2 separate regions of the Anas platyrhynchos genome follow, and region 2 is linked to region 1. Evidence: chromatin contacts called from public Hi-C data. All regions are on one chromosome and are shown on one strand. Each heading gives the region's core, a stretch centred on a gene start, on an enhancer-like site or on the middle of the called end of the contact. The rest is flanking DNA. Distances are from core to core; before and after follow the strand shown. Region 1 holds the start of DYNC2I1 (dynein 2 intermediate chain 1). Region 2 overlaps ESYT2 (extended synaptotagmin 2).

Evidence for each region. A called contact is a pair of places that touch in the nucleus more often than the background predicts.
Region 2: a Hi-C map of F1 follicle shows a contact between it and region 1, with 4 times the contacts expected there. The contact joins the enhancer-like site here to the promoter of DYNC2I1 in region 1. A contact is called at or near these places in 6 of 8 Hi-C or Micro-C datasets (F1 follicle, F5 follicle, liver and 2 more).

Annotation. Positions count from the first base shown.
Region 1 is chr2:149,459,798-149,465,061 of IASCAAS_PekinDuck_T2T, reverse strand. DYNC2I1 (dynein 2 intermediate chain 1) reads left to right here and starts at 2,708. Exons shown (of 24, transcript XM_027450450.3): 1 at 2,708-3,016; 2 at 5,087-5,140. The coding sequence starts at 3,002.
Region 2 is chr2:149,521,256-149,526,519 of IASCAAS_PekinDuck_T2T, reverse strand. It overlaps ESYT2 (extended synaptotagmin 2), which reads right to left. Exons shown (of 24, transcript XM_027450445.3): 8 at 1,990-2,110; 9 at 1,234-1,410; 10 at 749-831. Among named protein-coding and RNA genes, the nearest start is that of NCAPG2, 34 kb to the left of the region's middle. Within about 2 kb of position 2,644, at least 4 of the 8 cell types and tissues checked have an H3K27ac peak or open chromatin away from gene starts, as enhancers often do. A contact at or near this core is called in F1 follicle, F5 follicle and subcutaneous adipose tissue, where this site is marked.

The DNA.
Region 1 (5,264 bases), core at 1,459-3,958:
AGTATTTGATACTTACTTGATTTGACCTTATTTTAGTCAACAGCTTTGTTTCAGTATGCAGCTTTTCTCTACAGATTTTTAACTACCGAATAGAAATCTTTAACTATGAATAGAAATATGAGAATGTTTACACAGATAGGAGTTTTAGCTTTAAAAAAAAATAAAAAGGAATTATTAATGGAAAACATATTTTTATTTAAGTGTACTTCTGGGTTTGATTTTGTCCTGCTGTCTCAACCTGCTTCAGATCATCTAGCATATAGCATGAATATTTTCTGCCTGCTTCAAATTATCTAATATGTAGCAGAGAAAGAGTTAGAAGACTCTACCATCAGTATATAGAGCTTCTGTTGTTTGGAACAAACCCATGTATCTCTGATATAACCCAATCTGCCTTCATTTTCACTGAATGCATAAATTCTACTAATGATAAGATGCTCAAATATTTATTGTTAGACGTATATGTTCTTAAGTTTTCACCTTAATCATCATTTGTTTTTTTGTTTGTGGTTGTTGTTGTTGTTGTCCCCCTAACAGGCCTCTTACAAATTATTGCTCAAAACTCAAGGCACATAGGTCACTTCAGAGATCTGCGTTTTTGCTGTTTCTGTTTATGGGTCTGGAGGAATGACTACCAAAACCATTTTGAACACTTTGTGAGAGATCACTTATGCGCCTATACTGATGATAGTATTTGAGTTTTCTTCTTATCTTCAGCAGAAATTGGTGAATCTCAGAATTCACCAGAAATTCAGAATTCAACAGAAAAGAGGGGGGGGGGGGGAGAGGGGGAGAGGGGGGAAAGCTACAAAGCCTAGATCCTGGTAAGTCTCTTTCTTCATACAAAACATTTATTTATTTATTTAATTATTTTTAAGTAAAGGAATGATCATTTTTAAACACGGTGTAGGGTTGACATGTTTTCCCCATGAGAGTACATATTTCTCATATTTTTTTTTGTTGTAATTCTGTGGTATGTAAGTTCATACACAGATGGAGAAAAAAGCGATATTGCATCATAGGATTAGAGGAACATCCAAGACAAATAATAACGCATTATTATGAAGTATTAAAAGCTGTTATTATGTATTCCTGTTTTTCAGATAGTGCAGGTGAAGAACAAGCCACAAAATGCAAAAGCATGTACTACCTACAATCTCACTAAAATTCTCAGGGCTACCAAAGGCCTAGCTTACAACACCTTTTTCTTTCCAAGAGAAAGTAGGGCATCCTTTTATGCTATATAGTGATAGAACAGATGCATGTCTTTTTTTTTTTTTTTTTTTTTGCATGTGTTCACATGACTCTAATACCCGTTTTTAGAAAAACAGTAGAACTACTGACATATTCATATTTTTCTTTTTTTTTTTTTCCTCACTAGATTGGTGATAAACTATCATTTATTTTGATAAATGATGGAAAAACAAAGACATGCACAAATTTTAGCTCTGTTGTTCCACAGGTGTTCCTCCAACTTGCGTTCTCATGCAGCAGTTAAGCTTGTTTGATCACTGGCTTTAAGCTTTGAAAAATTCTGCACAGTCCCTCTAGTGGTGCCTTCCCACATCTGTGATTTTTCTTGTCATAGAGCTACTTGACTAGTATACTCTGATAGGGGGAATAAAAAGCTACTGGCAGCCAAAACTGTTATTTTGTTTGTTTGTTTTGGTATCTAACACATATGCACACTCTAAAGAAGTAGCTGGTACATCCAGAATTTGAAAACAAAAAAAAAAAAAAAAAAGGTATTTTGTTCTGTCCAGTCTTTGGTATTGCTATCGCATTTACTAGTTTTATTAATATGTGCTTGCTGTATTTTTACTAATAATAAGTTGAATTAGAGTACTTGTAGGTAGTTTTTGTCCTTCAGCTTCTGTATGGAGGACATCACATGTGCAGAATATGCTTTACTCAGCAGATGCATAGTTCCATGCACTTGTAACACTTCACCACCTTGGCTAAAAAGCTCTTGGAATTAATCCAGGATGATTTGTACACGCATTTCTGCTTTTTCAGGGAAGAAGATATAAAAAATGCTTATGGATTATTATTGCTCTGCCAGACAGCTAAATTATTCATATGAATGTTTATAAATAGTTTAGTATTCATAGACGCTTAGTGCAATATAGCTCTTAAAAGCCATAATGTCTTTTCTTTTTAAATATCATCGTTTTTATCCTAATTGCTTAATTTGCTTTAGTGATACCTGATAAAGGAAAATACTTCATATTCCAGACAGAGAGATAACTTTACAGCCTTTTTAATTTATGTTATGAAGCAAGGAAACATGGATAGGAGAAATCTGCATACAAGGATGTACCGCATTGTATATACTTGCCAAGTGACTATTTAAGGTCAAGAACTCAGGGTTAAATTTTATCTCTGAAGTCTAATGACAACTCCTGTTGAACTTCACGATTGTTTCTCACATGCCAAAATGCCTTTTCTTTTTCCCCTCGGTAAGCAGCTTTCTACAAATGTTAATAGCAAATACTTCAGTAAACTCACTACCCCCCTTTCATGTAGTTACAACTTTATTTTGTCCCACTAAAAAGAAAACAAACAAACAAACTTCAAGCGCCCAGGGGAGTTTTTAGTCAGCCCGTTAAATCGCGCAGCACGTTGACAGGGTACAAATATTGGCCGTGCAAGCAGCGCCCGCCTTCCCCGCAGGCCGTCCCTTACTCCTTGCTGCAGAAAACAACTCCAAAGCTATTTATACGATTATTATCATTTTACATTTGCAGCTCTTTACACGTGCCGCTGCGGTGCCACCGTTTCTCCTCACTCCGAGGCTGAGGGGCGAACCGCCCGCCATTTTACACCGCCCTCCCTTTCCTTTCCCTTTACGCCGTGCGGCCGTAGCACCGCCCGCTCCGGGGCGGGCTCCCCGCTCCCTCCCCGCCCAGCCCACCGCCTCCGGTCGCTAGGCGAGCCCGGACGCCCTCCCGCTGCCGTTTCGTGCCCTCCCGGTGGCGGTGGGACGCGGCTCCCCCCCGCCATGGAGGGCGATAAGGTGAGCGGCCGGCCAGCGGGGCTGCGGGAGCGGCGTGAGGGGACCGCGGTGGGGCCGTCCCGCCTCGCCCCCGTGCCCCTCAGGAGGGCCCGCAGCCTGAGGGGAGGAGGAGGCGGGGGCGGCAGCCGGGATCCTCCGCTGCTGGTCGAGGCCGTTCCTCGTCCGGCTCGGCCCTGGGGGTGAAGGGGTGCAGCCAGCTGGCGGCCTCAGCTCTTCTGCTGCTGCCCTGGGGCTCAAGTCTCCCGGTTTTGTCACCGCAACGATGAAACTGTCACCTACGTGGCATGAGGAAGCCCTTATTCCGTGCATGCCCTGAGGAATAAGGGTTATTCCATTAGAGGAATAACTCTTCTCGTTGGGGTGGCTGCATCAGGCACAGACCTCCCTGCTGAAGGGATCTGGTTGTTGATGAAAACTCCCAAAGCTGTTCCTGATTCAGATCGTAGACGAAAAACCTCAGGTAGCCGCTACTTCTGTAACTGCTGAGGTTTGGTGCTTTAGGGACTCACATAACTTTTGCATGGTGCTGTTGTGTTGTGAAAAGTTCATAGAGCTCCAAAATAAAAGGAAAGAAAAAAAACAAACAAACAAAAAACAACTGCTACATCGTGTTGGTGTGCAATTATGTTACATCTTCCCTTGGAACAGCAATGGTATCGTATCACTTTTTTTGGAAAAATCATGAACATTTTTACAAAAAAAAAAAGTAAACAAATATATAAATCATGGTATAATTTTTAGAAAAGATAATTTAGAAAATCACTTTTATTATTACTACTATTTTCAGTCTGGTTAGTGAATTGTGATGGAATGCTAAACTTTGATCTAATGTTGTTTCAGGTGTTTTAAGACCCCCAAAGATCCAGAGGCATTTGTACAGCCGCACTGTTTGAGAAAGCCTCCTTCTGTTGTTTCTATTCTGTCAAATCAAGGCTCTCACTCATGGTGTTTACCAATTTGAGAGCTCTCAGATAGGTAACTCAAATTGGAAATGAGAGAGAGAAATATTTACATGTGAAGAATAAAGCACTTTTCTCTGGCTTTAAGACTGCAGAAATACATCATACTGCTTTTGTTTCTTTTTCTTTAGAATCATAGTTAAAGAGAATCATACATTCTTAACAATGATAAGAATAACATTTTAAACAGAATGTAAGATTAAGTTCTGAAAAACTCCGGTCTTTCTAGGTTATGAGTGAAGAGCCCCCTCTTGGTGTCTTAAAGAGGTTCTCTGAGGTAGTGAGGATGCTTAGTTTGCTGACTTCATAAGGCTTGATCTTTAGTTTAGGGGACAGATGTTTAAAAGTCAAATTGTTTCATAGAACTTCTTGAGTTCACTAAATTGTGGCACTTAATATCTGCTAATGAGCTCCCTGTGTTCTCAGGTGCATGAATTGAGTTAAACCTCAGTGTGGCTTAAATAACTAATCTTATTTTGGATTTAAATGAGTGTATGGGGACTTTTAAGTTAGTAGCCAGGTGAGCAATTTAGATAAATCCTTTTAAAGTTTGTCCTAAACATTTATTTCTGTATGTACAGCAATTCCTCTGACACTTTTGTACTTACTGACGGAGGGACAGTGCTCTCAAAGGTATTACATTTCTTCAAACTTTAAAAAGGGTCCCTCTCTATTTGTTAGTCTTCTGCAAAAGCAAAGAATGAAGTGGGAAATCATCATATATAAAAAGCATCATATTCTGGTGGTGGTAGTGAGATGAAAATTGTTGACCTCAGAAAAGTGGCAGATGTACCTTTTTGGGCACTGGAAAATCAAGTCTAAATGTTGGCTACATTTTTTTTGTTTTGTTTTAAAATAAATCTCAAACTGCCTTATCTAATATCTACTGACTATGCTCTTTTTAGGCTGTTAGCATCATTAATGTTCTTACTTTGTTTTCTGATATGTACCTAAAAAAATAACAATCATGCATTATATGTTTGGGATTTTATATAGGATACCGTACTACTTACCATATATAGCTTGATCTTTTCCTTTGAAAAAATATTCTTTGTTAAATGATTTTTCACTGCAAATTGATTACTGCCTTCTGCTGTCTTTTCTGTTCTAGAGAAGAACCAAAGAAGATACTTGGAAATCAGAAGAACTTAAGAAACATCTTAGGGTAATTTTATTTTATTTTTATTATTTTTGATGCTAAGTTACCTTACAGAAATCACAGAATCATTAAGGCTGGAAAAGACCTCCAAGATCATCTGGTCCAACCATCACCCTACTACCAATGTCAC
Region 2 (5,264 bases), core at 1,395-3,894, 62 kb before region 1:
TTAGTACTACCTACTTCTTTATTTAAATGAGAAGAGAAGTAGGTACTGTTGCTCCTGTTAAGAGAGAAGGAGCTGGAAAGATAAGGGAGTTCTACTCTGTATGGAAAGCAACAATGGGAAGCTCCAAACTCTGCAAGAAATAAAGGTGACAAATTACTGGTGAAAGAAGCTGACTAAAACCCTGAAATGCTTATGGGTAAACACTAAAGGTAGGCCTATGGAATCTAAGAGTGAGTAATGTTTGCGAAAGCATTATAGCAATACTTTTTCTTTAACCAGATTGCTAAGATCACCTCGTAGAGGAAAAATAAACTGAGCTAACCAGTTAAAAAAAATACTCTCATGAGGAAAATACACATTTATAATTATTTCTTCAGATGAAGTTAATGTATCTTTAAGATTCAATGCCAGCTTAAGAATATTAAAGCAGGTACAGTGCAATTCATAAAAAATTAAAACACCCTTTTCTGGGTATCCACAACACTTACCTTATTTTTTTTTAATGAATATGAAAACATACATGTGTATAAATACATACAGCACATCTTAATACAAATTTGTTTTCACACATGTAGAGTCCAAGGAATTAGGAAACTACTTAATAGCAAAATTTGAAAAGTAATTTATAAATGCAGTAACACAGCAGAAATACAAGTGTAATAAAATAAAATAAAATTAAATTAAAAAGTTACATCAAAATATTTAATCTCTTTTCACTATCTACACACATTTTCTCCGTAACATTTACCTTCCAAGGAAGTCATCTTTATCTGGGTCTTCATCAAACAGCTCAATCTCTAGCTCCTGTCCTGGATGTTCATATACTAAGGCCTGGAAGTAGAGTAAGACAGCATTGTCTATGGTAAAACTGACTGGCTTTGTCAAATGGCACAGTAACAATAAAACACTGAAACAGCAGTGTCTTTGTGTATTAACACATATCAACAAGCAAAAACATGTGATTTTATGAGTTGAGCAAGCATAAGAGCTTTTCAGTTTTTTTTTTTTTTCTGTTCATGTCGGTATTAAGAGACAACTTTTCAGAATTACTGTTGCTAAGTCTAAACAAAGTCACATACATCAATGGAGAATTGCTGTTTGTTACAGACCTTTGGACCTCCAGAGGGAAATATCAAAAAGTTACTAAAGAAAATACTCTGGAGACTTTCTTGAGGAAAATAAATTCTAGATGACCACACTACAAAATGCAAAACACGTTTCTATTGATTATACCTCATAAACTTCATTCCATTTTGGATTGAGATTTTCTTTGATGACCTTGCTTTGGAAAATCTGGTTGCCTACACGGATGATTCCATAAGGATCTGACTTTCCTTTAACAATCCCTTTTAGGTAGGTATCTTTACCCTCCAGGTCCTGAGCTTCAATAAAGTGTATCCTTAGAACACCCTGAAAAAGGAAAGAATGAGTTTATGTAGTAATCTGAAAGTTTCCACGCCATGACAGTTCATGTAATATATGTTTTATAATTTCCACTGCAGTTTCCTTAAGATGAAACTTGGTTTTGACACACAGTGGATCAAGAGATATCACACAAAACACCCAAGACTCAGAGAAATTTTTGAAGAAAAAATAGTCATCAGTAATCAGAAACATACTAGTTATATCAAGAAATGCCATGCTACTGGAACAAAGTAGCACTAAGTAGTAACAACTTTCAAGTAAACAGCATGTTTTGCAGTAATAATATAAAACATGTTACATAATTTTTAATACACACAGTTGAACTATGCTTTACAGGTAATATGTGAAAGATTATAACAAAACAAAAAAAGTCCTTCTCAGTGTTATTATCAAACTCCATAAAATTATTTATAAATGGGGTTATTTAAAGCGAACAGTTTCATCGTAACCTCTACTACTGCAATAGCTATATTTAGAAATTCATACAGATGTGCATACCTCAGACAATTACTACAACAACAAAATTAAATGCCAAACTTTTACTATTAACAGAAACACACATACCTTTGGTATAGGAAACCGCAACTGAGCAATCTGCACTTCACTGACAAGGGGAACAGTAATTCTATTTGGGAGGACCAGGTAGTTGGATATTATATCCAATATTATTGTATCCGATAAGCCACTGTTAGAGAAAACAATACTCAGTTACTTCACGGGAAATAAACACATTATGTCACACTAACATACTGAGGCAGCTCAAGCATGAAACTTTATGGAAAACCATATTAACACTTGAGATCCCTTTTTCTAAAACATAAAAAACACACTGAAATAAGTCTAAGTATTAATGCAGAGTTTCCAATTACTTTTAGAAGCTAAGAGTATTTATTGCCACTTTTAGAATAAGGTAAACATGTGTTGAGGGAAAACAATGCAGAACAGAAAACAAATGTCTACATTCTCATAGCACTGCAATTTGTTAACAGCTACCACTTACATCTTTTGCTGCTTAACACCTAAACGGACAAACATTTGCCCTTCTTCAGGGGTGTAGAAACCAAATCTATTCCTAAAAACTTTTTTTGATTTTTTAAATACAGGATTCTTGCCAAAATGGCCACCAGGTGGAAGCAGCTGATATGTGAATAACATAAACCAAGGACGGGAATATAAAAGTTCTCCCAAGTTCCCCCTCGCCTTTTCAAAGCCACCCAGGGTAAAGGGCTATTGCATAAGTCTTCTTGCCTGCATTGCATATAACCAAGCAGATGTTAACTGTTAACCTACTTTTATATTTCAGTAATGACTTAACTGTCCCTGAAAGTTTGGCTAACTGCTGCTGTATTGTTATGAAGCAAGCTGTCCTCTGGAGCTAGAAGAACTGTCATTTAAACAGAAACACAAAGGAAGCATGCTCTGTGGACGAGTAAAATATAGCCTAGGGAAGTAAAACAGGTTTTGTGCTCGTAAAAAGGGAGTGGCGGTACAATCATAGTGGTAATGAATCACTAAATAACCCAACCTCCTAACATTTCCTAAGCTAAGGGTTCACCCAGTTTGGGTCTGAACTGAGAACAGATCAGGACGCTGTCAGACAAACACCCCTGGTTAGCTGCACTGCCTACACTGGCAGAAGACAGGAGTGGAATAATTCACTGAAGATGAGGATCCAGGGAGAGGTTGGCAGTATCTAGAAAGGCTCAGAGAGAAAATGATGAAAAGTACTCGAGGTGTTCTGAACTGCAGGTGCACTCTTGCTAAAGCTGGTGAAAACATTCCAGGGATAAATGAGTTCTCCACCTAAGTACACTTCCTTTAAGATTCTCCTTTTACAGTCTTTATGAAATTCAGATGCAGATAATATGTTTGATTACTGCATGCATTTTTTCAGATTAAGCACTTGTAAGTAATCACCTTGTGAAGCTTTTCTATGACTGAACCTGCAGCTGAGAGTAGATCTGACTCAAGCAGCTAGCATATTTATACAGTATATATATAATAAATTTACATTACATTATAAGTAATATATGTTACATTTTCATTTAATAAAAACATTATGGTAGAGAAGGGTAACAGAATTAACCCATTAAATACAACCTGGCCCATTTTATATTTTTTTCATGTCAGAGACTTGCAGCCTGTAGAGCCTGCCTCCCCTTGGTGGTCCTTCTTCACCACAAATGTACCCACTAGAATGGGCGAGGACAACTCAGGATTACAGCCTGTGAAGCTGCACTTTTCACTTAACTCATATGCAGCAGCCTGGTCTCTAGTTTATAAGGTTAAACACGCAAGGGAGCTGTCTGCGTGAAATCTCTCTCACTAAAATACTTCACTGAAACTTCTGCAGCAGTGAAGCAGTTCAAACTCCTAAGTGAAAATTTATCTTCGTTAGATGGTTGGTCACAAGCTAAACAAAAGATCTGAGATGTGCTATGCAGAATTTCTACAAAAAAAAAAAAAAAAAAAGATGAAAAAAAGATTCTTGAGCAATTTTTGCCCATAATGAGAGGTTTCAGCCTTCAAACAAAACATAGCAAAGTAAAGGCATAATGGTGTGACAACAACTGGAGCCTGTGATTACAGACTGAACTGTAATGGGTGGAGTATTACCAGTTAACCTCAAATACTTACCATCTTAGCTCTGAGTGCTAAACTGTAACAGAACAGGATTTGCTAGGAATATTACTCAAAAAAAAAAAAAAAAAAAAGGGAAAGAATAGTACAGCCTGAAGGAAAAAGGAAAGAATAGTACAGCCTGAAGGGAAGAAAACTTGCTATTGACCTCAAAATGTAACATTACTGCTGACTGGAAAAAAACAACTCTACTGATGCAACTGCCAGTACCAATGTCTTTTAGAAGAGCCAGTATGTCATTTGGTCAACTCCTATAGACAGTCGCTTTACATTCAGTGAATTGACTATAACAGACTACTTAATTTATTTGCTTACAAATCTTTAGGTTGTATAAAAAGTTGATTTTGGGGGAGGTAGAGGGGAGCAAGAGTTTTCATAAAAAACATTTACTGGTCGCTTAGATCTGTGACACCAGTTTTCTTAAACACATCTACTGTAAAACCATTTGCTAGCTTTTAATGGCATCCAATACAACAGGAACAGAGGAAACTCAAGGTTACATCAAGACAGGGCTACCCAGGCACATGTTTATTCTCTGAAAGTGTCAGTGGATTATGCTAACACATTACATATAGGCAAAGTTTCTTCTCAAGTTAATTTATTAAATTTAATTTGTTTAAATTTGTCCTAGATAGGAGCCTTCATTCCCTTTCCCTTCTTGCAGAGTTTATCCGGTCATATTTACAAAGATTTTTATTCTACAGGAATGCTAATCCCTACAGATTTACAGTTTCAGTACTTCTTAAAACAACTACCACAAGATAATCATATTTTTGAAAATAAATAGCTTCCTTTAGTTATCACTGTAACACATGGTGCTTTTCAAACTTCCTCAGTTCAGTTTTGCCGAATGTCTTGTTTTCAAGTTATGAATGCCAAACATTCTCTGACATGAGCCGAGAAGACAGCTCCCATTATTTTGTTAGGGTTGAATCAAAGCTTTAAGATAAACATCTCAAACAGTCTTGAAAAACTGAAAGAAGACAAAAAAAAAAAGAAAAAAGGAAAAGCTGAGGTGCTAATAGCTACACCAGCAACAAGCATACTTTTCAAAATACAAATCTGATTACAAGTCTCCAACAGATAGCTATCAAACATCAGAAACTTTGTTCCTGCTTTTGTTAGTTTGCCTACCCAATAAGAAGAGAAAGCTCTGCCTTTACATTCAGTAAAGTGCATGCTCGAAGACAGTGTTTTCG